Regions from separate parts of the Zea mays genome. Here region 2 is linked to region 1. The links are chromatin contacts, called in public Hi-C maps. All regions are on one chromosome and are shown on one strand. Each heading gives the region's core, a stretch centred on a gene start, on an enhancer-like site or on the middle of the called end of the contact. The rest is flanking DNA. Distances are from core to core; before and after follow the strand shown.

Region 1 (6,201 bases), core at 2,791-5,290:
TCCCATGTAATTGGTGTTTGCTTGTCGGGTTGGCATCAAATTTGGTCGATCTCATGGCAGAATGGTATACAAGTAGTGCTGGTAGGACACCAACAGATAAAGGTAACACTATGATTACCTGTGAAAATATACTTGTGTATTGAATGGATTCACAGATGTTAGCAATTATTCAACAGCTAAGAGTGAATAACTGAAAGGTTTCTCACGAGAACGTGTCACCAGAGACCTAAAACAGGGGGCAACCCAACTCCAAGACATTATAAATATGACCCGTAAACATAATCAGCTACCAAGAGAATCCAGAGACATGATATTTCTTTAACAATACATGCTTCATCCTTAAACTACTAGGATAAAATGATGGAAGCTGGATACCATACACTAAACATGAAAAATAAATAATACCACTCAAGTTGCTCCATAACTATTATGCTTTTTGATGTTAATATGAATAATCATGTCAACAAGATCAATGGTACTCTTGTGGAACGAAGGGTTCCATTGTTATTAACAGGTCACTCATTTAAGTACATCTCTACAGATAAGTTACAAATAGCAGTATATTTACCAAAATGAAGTACAGATAAAGTTAATCACCTACAAATTTTAATGACCATTAAGAAGGTACAGTAGAGAAGGGCAGGTCTGGTACTGTGGTGAGAGTTGTCTCAGTGAGTCATCAGGTCACAGGTTCGAAGCAGCCTCCCCGCAATTGCGGGGTAAGACTTGCCTCGGTTTATCCTTTCTCCAGACCCCACTCATATTGAAGCTTCCAACATTGGGTCTGCCCTAACAGTAGAGGCTAAAGCGAAGTGTAAATAGGACATTTAGTTCCAACAGCTTTTTTAAGCTTTCCAATGTTCAGCTATTACGGTCCGCTATACACATGCACTTGTATCGGAAGTTCTTATGCAGCATACTTACTTTTGTCAAGTTTTTCTTCTCCACCCCATAGCCTTTAACATATAGATAACCCAATCCATTGTAAGCTGAGTAATGTTGCTGCTTGGCAGCAAGTGCCAACCACTTGTACGCTTCAGTATAGTTCCTTTCCACTCCAGCACCTCTAGCATAGATCTCACCCAGAAGCTCCAATGCCCGTGTCTCGCCTTTCTCAACAGCCTTAGAAAACCAATGAAATGCTTTTCCATAATCACGGCGGAGCCCACGTAGTCCATAGTAATACAGAAGCCCTAATTTGTACATGTTGGCAGCGTTGCCTCGCTGTGCCTGATACTCTGTGATTTGGAAATCTTCATCGTCCTCACCTCGGGACTTCCTCAAGGCCTCTTTATTTTCTTCAGTCCCACTGTGAAGACGGATTGGTTCAATCACTGGTGGCTCCTTTGATATCAAGGAGCTTGTTAGGGCAGCTTCTGCAAGTTCAGCGTATAGTATAACAGCTTCTTCATACATCTGAAGATTAAATTGACAGGATTTGACAGGGTGAGCCCAATTTAAACACTAATAGAATGAACTGGAGATAGAACAAGCTACATGACAATAATTAGGTTAGAAATAACTAGTATATAGCTATAGGTGTACATTTGGGCCGGGCCTGATGGGCCGGCCCGAAGCACGGAAAAAAAAAGCACGGCCCAGGCACGGCACGACACGAAATATTTTAGTGCCGGGCCAGCACGGCCCGATATATCGGGCCAGGTTTGGGCCGAGGTCACGGCCCATGGGCGGGCACGAGCACGGCCCGTTTAAGGCAGGCACGAAATGGCCCATATAGAGGCACGAAAAGGCTCATATATTTATTAAAATCACACTTAATTCCACACTTTCATGTACTTGATAAAGAACACAAAGTTATAGATAATGTTAGTTATATGTTTTTTGTAGCTTTGAATTAGAGTATGTGATGTAATTTTATTTTTTGTTATGAACATTAGGTAATAAACTGAACTTACGAACTTTATTTAGAGTTGATTATACTCTTTTTCTTTCTAACAAAATGATTTGTAAACGAGTTAGTCATTGCATAGCTCTAGTAACTTAATACAAATATTAAGTTTGCTTTTGGTAAAATTTATTTGTTTTATTAAATTTGTTTTGAATTTCGGGCTCTAATGTGCATTTCGGGCCCTGATGTGAATTTCGGGCCAAAAACTGAATTTCGGGCAAAAAAATTGAATTTCGGGCCCTAATGTGAATTTCGGGCTTTTATAATTTCGGGCCGTCCGAAATGAGCCCAGCACGTTTAAGCAATTACGGGCCGGGCCGTGGGCCGAGGGCTAGGCCCATGGGCCGGCCCGGCACGGCCCGAAATTCAAACGGGTCGGGCCGGCCCAAAATTCAAACAATACGGGCCTTTTCGGGCTTGGGCCGGGCCGGGCGGCCCGAATGTACACCTATATATATAGCATATATAATTATATGGGAATTAACAAGGGTAGAACCAAGCCAAAATGATAAATCCAGAGGATTGCTAAGAAATTATAGTAAATCAGATTAAGCAACCCCTACATTTTTTATATGAAGTAAAGCTTACTGCGACAACCACAGGATTGTGCAATACATACAAGCAGCCAAAAGGAATTAAAATTAGGGCAATGAGCTAAACTGAATATTTTAAGGTAAAATATAAACCCTCATTCTGTTTCATCAAAAGAAACACAACAATTTATAAGAGAACAGTGCATCCGACATCCAATGTCTGGAACTCTGGATGCAAGATAAAAAAAAGTAAACATGGTTAAAGCAGGATGCTCACTGGTATTCAAGAAAAAAATCATCATGGTTAGTACTGATAAATTTTGTCAATTCGATTGCTGCATCTTAAATTAGCTCCAACTTGTAAGATGGCTTTGTGTCATGGAAAGCATCAGTTCTAGTGAAAAATTTGTAGACCTAACATTACATATAACCCTACAATGATGAAGAGAGAATTTGATTCTATATTGTGTAATGTTTGTGCATAATTTTTTTTAAAAAATGTTGTGGTAAAAATAAGAACCATACTATAAATTACAAGACACAGGCCTTGCAATTTCTACCAGCAAATAATATCAAAGCCTACACACAATTTCAGCAAGTGGACTACCAATTGATTAACTGAAACAACTTGCAATTCTGATGCGTGCTCACCCCAGGGAACTAACCTTTCGCAATTTAATCTACCCCAAGAACGAAAGCTAACATCTGAACCGAAAACCTCCTCAATTTGCAAGCGCGCCAACGAACTCAAGCATTCAACCCCCAATTAGGCCTAGTTTGGGTACTCTAGTAGTGAGAGGGATTGAAGTGGATTAAGATGTATTGTGTGAGTTTTTGATCTGTTGGGATTTATACACTCTTCAATCCCTCCAAACCACTTAAATACTAGAGTACCCAAACTAGACCTTAGAGTAAACGGTATTGACCACCACACCTCCTGGCGGAAGTAGGAGTACGCGAGGGCCATCTTTGACTGGAGATCTCCTGCGTCGGCGGCGAACTTGTGCAGCAGGAACGCGAGCGACCGGGATGCCGGACGCGTCATCCCGGCGCCGGTAAGGAACGCGAGCGCAGACTGCGCGCCCGGGTGCCCCGCCTCTGCCGAGGCCTCGATCTGCGCGGCAGCCGTGGTGAACGCCGCGTCGTCTCCATCAGACGCTGCGGATAGCATCGCGCGGGTGCCCGCGACGAAGAGCGCGTCGGCCGGCGAGTCCGTCTCATCGCCAGAGGGGAGAGAGATGGTTGGGTCGAGGAGGGGGGCCCAGGAGGACGGAGAGAGTAGCGGGTCGGCGGCCGGTGAATCGTCGGCGAAGTCGTCCCACCCATCGTCGTCGTCGGAGTCGGCAGAGGGAAGGGACGGGTGCGCGGCCGGATCCTTGAGGAAGTCCTCACCGGAGAGAACCAAAACAAATGGGCGCACTGCGGCAGCTGGGCGAAGGAGAGAAGCGGCCACGGCTAAGGTGACGACGGCGAGGAGGAGATGGCGGTGGAAGATGCGAGCCATCGGGGAAGGCATGCCTAACGCTATCCGCAGCGATTCCCTCTAAATTTCTCCACCTATATCATTTTTCTGAGTCACATCATCAATAGTGTATCCCCTACTTTTTCATCTCCCGTAGTGGTTTCCCCTAAATACTCCCCCTATACCCCACTACAATATAAAATATCATTTTCTATACCTACTTTTCATCTACTATCAATTTTTCTTCTACTATTAATTGAAGACGGGCCCACAGGAACAGTGGTAGGGGAGAGCGTGCGCTGCAGCTGGGGGGAGAGAGAGGAGTACCGCGGCGTGGGGTGTGCGGTAGCATGCGGCGCTGCGGGCTCTAGCGTGCGGCTGTAGCCCCATGCAAGGGGAGCGCGCGGTAGCGTGCGGCGCTGTAGGCAGTCTAAGACAACTCGAGATCCACCCCCGTTGGAGTTTTTTTTATATTTGTCGGAGACCATAATTAGGGGTACCCTCAAGACGCCTAATTCTCAGCTGGTAACCCCCATCAGCATAAAGCTGCAAAGGCCTGATGGGTGCGATTAAGTCAGGGATCAGTCCATTCGAGCGACTCGATCACGCCTCGCCCGAGCCTAGCCTCGGACAAGGGCAGCCGACTCCGAAGGATTTCCGTCTCGCCCGAGGCCCCCCTTCAACGGCGGACACATCTCCGGCTCGCCCGAGGCCCTGCCTTCGTTAAGAAGCAACCCTGACTAGATCGCCGTTAAGAAGCAACCCTGACTAGATCGCCGCATCGACCGACCGAATTGCAGGAGCATTTAACGCAAAGGTGGCCTGACACCTTTATCCTGACGCACGCCCCCCGGCAGAGCCGAAGTGACCGCCGTCACTTCGCCGCTCCACTGACCGGCCTGACAAAAGGACAGCGCCGCCTGCGCCACTCCGGCTGCAGTGCCACTTGACAGAGTAAGACTGACAGGCAGTCAGGCCCTGCCAGAGGCGCCATAGGAAGCTCCGCTCCGCCCGACCCAGGGCTCGGACTCGGGCTAAGTCCCGGAAGACGGCGAACTCCGCTCCGCCCGACCCAGGGCTCGGACTCGGGCTAAGCCCCGGAAGACGGCGAACTCCGCTCCGCCCGACCCAGGGCTCGGACTCGGGCTAAGTCCCGGAAGACGACAAACTCCGCTTCGCCCGACCCCAGGGCTCGGACTCCGCCCTGGCCTCCGCCGAACGACCTCCGCCTCGCCCGACCCAGGGGCTCGGACTCGGCCTCGGCCACGGAAGACAGACTCGACCTCGGCTTCGGAGGAGCCTCCACGTCGCCCAACCTAGGGCGCAAGCCAGCCACGTCAACAGGAAGCGCCATCATCACCCTACCCCGAGCTGACTCGGGCCGCAGAGAACAAGACCGATGTCCCATCTGGCTAGCTCCGCCAGATAGGCAATGATGGCGCCCCGCGAGCTCTGGACGACGGCGACTCTCAGCTCTCTTACGGAAGCAGGAGGACGTCAGCAAGGACTCAACCGCTCCGACAGCTGTCCCTCCGCCAGGCTCCGTTGCTCCTCCGACGGCCACGACATCACACCAGCTGGGTGCCAAGATCTCTCCGGCTGCCACATCGGCATGTACTTAGGGCGCTAGCTCTCCCCCGCTAGACACGTAGCACTCTGCTACACCCCCGTTGTACACCTGGATCCACTCCTTACGACTATAAAAGGAAGGACCAGTGCCCTCTTAGAGAAGGTTGGCCGCGCGGGGACGAGGACAGGACAGGCGCTCTCTTGGGGCCGCTCGCTTCCCTCACCCGCGTGGACGCTTGTAACCCCCTACTGCAAGCGCACCCGACCTGGGCGCGGGACGAACACGAAGGCCGCGGGATTTCCACCTCTCTCACGCCCATCTCCGGCCACCTCGCTTCCCCCCTTCGCGCTCGCCCACGCGCTCGACCCATCTGGGCTGGGGCACGCAGCGACATTCACTCGTCGGCTTAGGGACCCCCGGTCTCGAAACGCCGACAGTTGGCGCGCCAGGTAGGGGCCTGCTGCGTGTTGACGAACAGCTTCCCGTCAAGCTCCAGATGGGCAGTCTCCAGCAACCTCTCCAACCCGGGACGGTGCTCCGTTTCGGGAGTCTTGAGTTCATTTCCTTCGACGGCAGCTACGACATGATACTCCTTCCACCGCCGCGCGACAACGACAATGGCGGCCGACAGCCCGCCCGCCGGCGGCGGGATCGACGACGTCTTCCCCGCGTGGTGGAAGAACAACATTCGAGCTCGCCCCGTCCTCTCCCCCGCCGACGGAGGAGG
Region 2 (5,701 bases), core at 3,106-5,605, 260 kb after region 1:
TACGAAGTATTACTTACATTATTTTTTACTGCTGTAGTGCAGAATAATCAAGTATAATTTAACTCTTGTACTTAGTCATGGCCATGGTCAAAGCAAAAATATGAAGCATAAACTAAAGGATGAATTTGTTCTAGTGCTGAAAAACCGAATATAGTTTTCACCCTTGTACTTAGTCATGGTCATAGTCAAAGCAAGACTGTCAGGCATAAACATAAGGATGAATTAGAAAATATAATTAGCCATGAGCAGCGAGAAGGATAGACACTTTGAAAATGAAGTATGTCAACATCGTGGAAGTTCCTTACTGGTTGCTATCTTTCCCACAGATAAACATGGTAGCTTATGCAATCAACTGCCAAGTGTTAGAGTGTATATAGTGCACCTATATTTTTTCACTATTTATAATGCTAGTTATAAATACTGTAAATTCAAAGTAGCGCAAACCAATTATGATTCAGTCCTTAGACTGTAAATATTTGATGGCTCGATATATTATTAAATTTAGAACAAATAAGTGTGAATATATGATTCTGTAATTAGCGCGAACCAATTATGATGCAGTCCTAATAAACAGACTACTAATACTTGATAAATAAGGGAACACATAGAATTCCAGATCACAAAGGAAAATAGACGAAAACTGAAAGATGCGTGCATGGAATTTGTTCTCTGCATACTTCATTCTTTATGTGTAAAAAATGTTTTATAAACTAATCAAAAGGAAACTCACAAAAAAGTATTTCACAAAAAACCAATTACTCTTGGAATTTTGAGTATGAAGAAAGTGGTGCTTACTGCTTATTGTTGCGTGGTTGAAAAATAGTTTTAAACAAAATGACAAATCTGTGGCAACGCGATAGTTTGTATGATTGTTTTTTTAAATGTATGTAGAAAGGAGATAATTATCTAACGCTATTGATATAAAATGGTACTGAAGGTTCTTTCTTGGCAGGGAGGAATATCGGGAGAAACAGTGATATGATGTTATATATACAATCCTAATAGCATTTTTAAGTTGTTCATCTTTCAAAATATATTGGATGAAATGATCAGATATTTTCAGTAAGTAGTTAGTACAATGTAAAGGATAATTATACATGCACGTAATGTACAATAGTTTACAAACCAATAACTTTCTGTCTGAAGAAATGGACACAGTAGTTGACAGCAGACACTTACATGTCCCAACCCCTGAGATTATCCTCACCAAAAGAAGGTTCTGAATTAAGTTTAAAAAAAGGAAAGAGGGAACCGTAGAACCTGACATGTTTTTGTATGGACATATAACTCTTTAATGTGTCGCTTTGGTCCCAGAGCTCAGTACTTGTCCACTAAAACAATGGCCCTGCTTGCTGGGTAGGAATGCGGAAGGAGGTCAAGTGCAAGATAGTAAGCTCTCCCAGTTAGATATGAAGAAAATAAGCAAAGTCGTGGGGAAAATAAGAAGTTTAGAGATCTGTTAGTTACCTGGAACCTGATATTGATAGAAAAACGAAGTTTCAGACCATGCCCAACAATAAACATAAAAAATCACATGCTTCAACAGGTTGCATAAAAGTAGATATTATAAAGGAAAATGGTCACCTTCTCAATAACTGCAGACATATAACGTCGTAGCACTTGCTTTTCAGTAGTTCCAATCAGTGGCTTCCTCGTCTTAGGCTATTAGCTTCCAAATATAGAATACACCTTTCGACTACATAGCTCAGGTGCATATTATCAGTTAGATGGTGTGCCAGACTGGTTTACCTGAGTAGATAACATGGAGAACATAAGAAAATCTATCCTTGCTTCCACATGGTTCAGGTAGTATGGAATATCAGATTGTTGCATATATCCCGCCCTCCACATGGTTCGGATGTAATATTATGATGAATGGATGGATGTATTGGTATTGTGCCAAGTGCTAACCTTGGGGGCGAGCTTGTCGACCTCGGCGATGAAGGCAGCCCCTCCCGGACCTCGTGCACCACATCCTCCTCCTGCACCTCTCTGAAATCGAGCTCTGTGTCGTAGTCTAGTTTCTAGAGCTAGGGTTTCACGCCAGGGAGGGCCTCCCAAGCCCGTCGCTAGATCTGGGCTCCTCCGGGGGCGCTAGTGGCAAGGAAGGGGCAGACGCGGTAGGCAACGACGAGCGGCAAGGTGGGGGAGGCGACAGGTCGGAGGTGACGCCGAGGTGCTGGAGCACGCGGCAGCGACGCTCGTCGACGAAGGTGCGCTCGGAGATCCACACGTCGTACGTGGGGGGCAGCGAGTGGTGCCGATGGAGGTGGTGGCGGCGCTTGCTGCTGCGGCGGCGGTGCTCGGCGTCTCATCAGAGGCAAAGGAGCAGGAGGATGATCGGCGAGGCCGACCGAGATGGGTCGTAAAAGTCAGAGGTTTGGGACTTACGGGTAGGTTCCGACGCGAGCGGCGTCGAGAAGGCGGAGCGGAAGGCTACCGGAGCGAGAGCTGCGGAGGGAGCCATCAGGGCGACGGGGAGAGGGAGGTGAGGCCACCGCCACCCCCCCGGAGACGAGGGAGAGGGTAGAAAGGAACGGGAAACAGACTTGATTTGAAGAAAAAGAGGACAAGTGGCTGATTTGACAGATACTACCAGGCAGCGGTGGACGTGCGGACAGGTTGCGGTTGGGCGCGTGGCGGAGCTGCCGGAGGAGCCGCGGCAGGCGCGGATGGGGAAGGAGGTGCGGGCGCGGCAACAGGTAACGGCGCCTGCACGGGGAGGGAGAGAGCGCGGTGGGTGTCGGCGCGGCGAGGAAGAGGATGAGGTGGTGGCGCAGGTACGAAGAGGATGAGCGGGTGTGCTCGCATCGTGGAAGAAGGGAGGGGATCGGAGGCGGAGCCGACCGTGGAGGAGGAGGCCTGCGCAGCCGTTGCGAACGCGTCGACCGAGCTGGGAAAGGAAGACCGGACGCAACACTGCAATTTGGTTGATTTGAAGTAAAATTTCTGGTCCGTGGTGTGCGGCCACGCGTTGGCTCGCGCGCGGCCGAGAGCGCGTGAAACGCGGGGAGAGACTGAAACCGGAGCGTCTCCGGAGGAGCCGCGGCGGGTGCGGATGGGGAAGGAGGTGCGGGCGCGACAACAGGGTAGCGGCGCTTGCACGGGGAGGGAGAGAGCGCGGTGGGTGTCGGCGCGGCGAGGAAGAGGATGAGGTGGTGGCGCAGGTACGAAGAGGATGAGCGGGTGTGCTCGCATCGTGGAAGAAGGGAGGGGATCGGAGGCGGAGCCGACCGCGGAGGAGGAGGCCTGCGCAGCCGTGGCGAACGCGTCGACCGAGCTGGGAAAGGAAGACCGGACGCAACGCTGCAATTTGGTTGATTTGAAGTAAAATTTCGGGTCCGTGGTGTGCGGCCACGAGTTGGCTCGCGCGCGGCCGAGAGCGCGTGAAACGCGGGGAGAGACTGAAACCGGAACGTCTTTTAACTAAGGTAGTGTTTGGTTGAGGAGCCAAATAGAACGGAGTCGCTCTATTCCTGATTTTAGGAATGGAGCCGCTCTGTTCTGTGTTTGGTAAGCTGGAACGGAGTGACTCTGTTTTTTGTTTGGTTGCAGAGTGAACTGGAACAGAGTGGCTCTGTTTTTTGTTTGGTTGCAGAGAGAGGCGCGCGAGCTGCTGCGCACGGATGAGAGGGCGAGCTGTGCGAGCGGGCTGGGAACGGAGCGGCTCCGTCCCATTGATTTTTTGGAGTTTGATGGTTCCGGATTTGAGGAGAATATTTCCTAATTGGAGCCACTCCATTCTAGTTACTTTATAACCAAACAACAACAAATCTGGGACAGAACGGCTCCGTTCTACTTGGCTCTTCAACCAAACACTACCTAAAGGTAATAGGATACTCCTAGTACTATAGTGTATACGAGGGTATTTGGTTTCACCATACTAAAATTTAGTATCTGTCACATCAAATATTTAAATGTACAATGCCATATTAGCTAGCGGGTGGGAAAAGTGTGGCATTAGAACTCAAGACCAAGAATAGGTGGGGTCACGCAAGTAGTACATGGTTGCATGCCCATCCCCCACGGCATTCTACGTGCTTCCCACTCCGACCGCACAGAAATGTCACCCCGGGTGAGAGCCCCTGATCTGCCGCCACGTGCCTAGCATCGAGATCCTACGGACCCAGTCGCTTGACCCGGTCCGCGCGCCCGCTCTAGCTCGTGGCGCAACGAACGTGGAGAACGCCACGTGAATCGGACCGTTTCTCTGACACGTCGGGCCCGGAGGCCGCGGTCCCAGGATGCAGTGAGGCGGGTGGTTAGGCTACGTATTTCCCTGGGATCGTCGGGGCCACGGAATTTCCCGGAGAAAGTGCGGGCGTGAGGGACGAGCGGACGAGCCTCAGCGGCGAGAGAAAATAGAACGGGGAGACCGGAGCGGCGGCGGGGGAGGAGGAGACGGAAGGAGGGGATCGAGAGGGGCGCGCGCGAACAGAAGAGAGAAAGAGGAGGTGGCAGGTTTGGTTCCGCGCGCGCCGACGTGAGATTCCGGGCCCCCGTGCCAGCAGGTGAGCCGCATTGCCGCCTCCGCTCTTCGCTCGGTGCGCGTTACGCTTGCGCAGGGTGGTGTGAGGAATCCTTGGTAGGTTGGGAACTTGGGATCGAGGCGCAAATGAGGCAATGTGGTTGCCGGGCGCTCGTCTGGCTTCAGGATGCTGTGAAGGCTGCATTCGTTTTGGGTGACACCCACTTGTGCATCGGAGGACCCTTCTCCGCCGTGTTGCTGTTGAATGCGGGAGGGGGGGGGGGGGGGGGGGTGTCCCATTGCGTGTTTCATTGAGGCATTAGATCAATTGATGTAGGGTGCCAGTTCATGCAGATCGTTGCGGGTGTGGCTTTTGATCCAGGAGATTTTGTTAGCTGTCAGAAACGACAAGATTTTCAAAACAATTCTGGGTTCGTGTCATGTGCAGTGTAAACTTGTTCACTCGTCTATATTTTTGTGCAAAATTTATTGGTGATATCGTGTTCCCAACCTATTGAAGATTGTTAAGTAGAGGTTGGGTCATTTAAGAAAGGTGCTTTGATGCCGTGCAGCTTGAACTCTCTTCTCAGAAGCACAATATTTTGGCTGAATCGTAGTCAGAGGCGAGACGTAGCAAAGCTTATAAGTGGAACGCTGCTTCAAAGTTATGCGGTTTTATTTTTTTTAAGAAAGAGGGAATATACACAATTATGCAGTTACTTCTGTGTTAAGAATCATTTACAAAGTTAATGTTTTAGCACCCAAACTACTACCGAAACCAAGTTCAATTATTTGCAGGCTTCATGATGTTGGGACTCCAACTCCTATCAGCCTATCATTTCTAGTATAGTTTTTGTTCTTTAAAAAGTATATACTGTTACATTGAACAAGACCACAAGAATTTCCATAGTTTTATTAATTTCGCTCTCTTTGTGACTATGTTGTGCTATATGGTACTCCAGGTTCAAATAATGGATTAAAAACTTAAGCTGACACTTATGGCGGATGCTCAATTCAACCCAGTGAATCCGAAGCTGACCCATGAAGAACTAAAATAAGCTTTATGCTTCAGTGTCTTCTGGTAACCTCCCTATTCCTGTGAAAAATTAGATTGGAATTCAGAAGATCACATCAGAGTTGCTCTTGCTTAGCTATAATTTGTATGGTACTACAAATTCATAGGATTGGTAGGTCCGCAATTGGGCTAACTGGTAGTTCATGCACACATTTTCA

What was found. A called contact is a pair of places that touch in the nucleus more often than the background predicts.
Region 2: a Hi-C map of leaf shows a contact between it and region 1, with 2.4 times the contacts expected there. The contact joins the promoter of LOC100217254 here to the promoter of LOC103639339 in region 1. A contact is called at or near these places in 5 of 25 Hi-C or Micro-C datasets (bundle sheath, ear, endosperm and 2 more).

What each region holds. Positions count from the first base shown.
Region 1 is chr9:147,589,306-147,595,506 of Zm-B73-REFERENCE-NAM-5.0, forward strand. It overlaps LOC103639339 (ERAD-associated E3 ubiquitin-protein ligase component HRD3), which reads right to left and starts at 4,041. Exons shown (of 7, transcript XM_008662101.3): 1 at 3,377-4,041; 2 at 925-1,416. The coding sequence starts at 3,958.
Region 2 is chr9:147,845,415-147,851,115 of Zm-B73-REFERENCE-NAM-5.0, forward strand. LOC100217254 reads left to right here and starts at 4,356. Exons shown (of 24, transcript NM_001362447.1): 1 at 4,356-4,511; 2 at 5,431-5,549.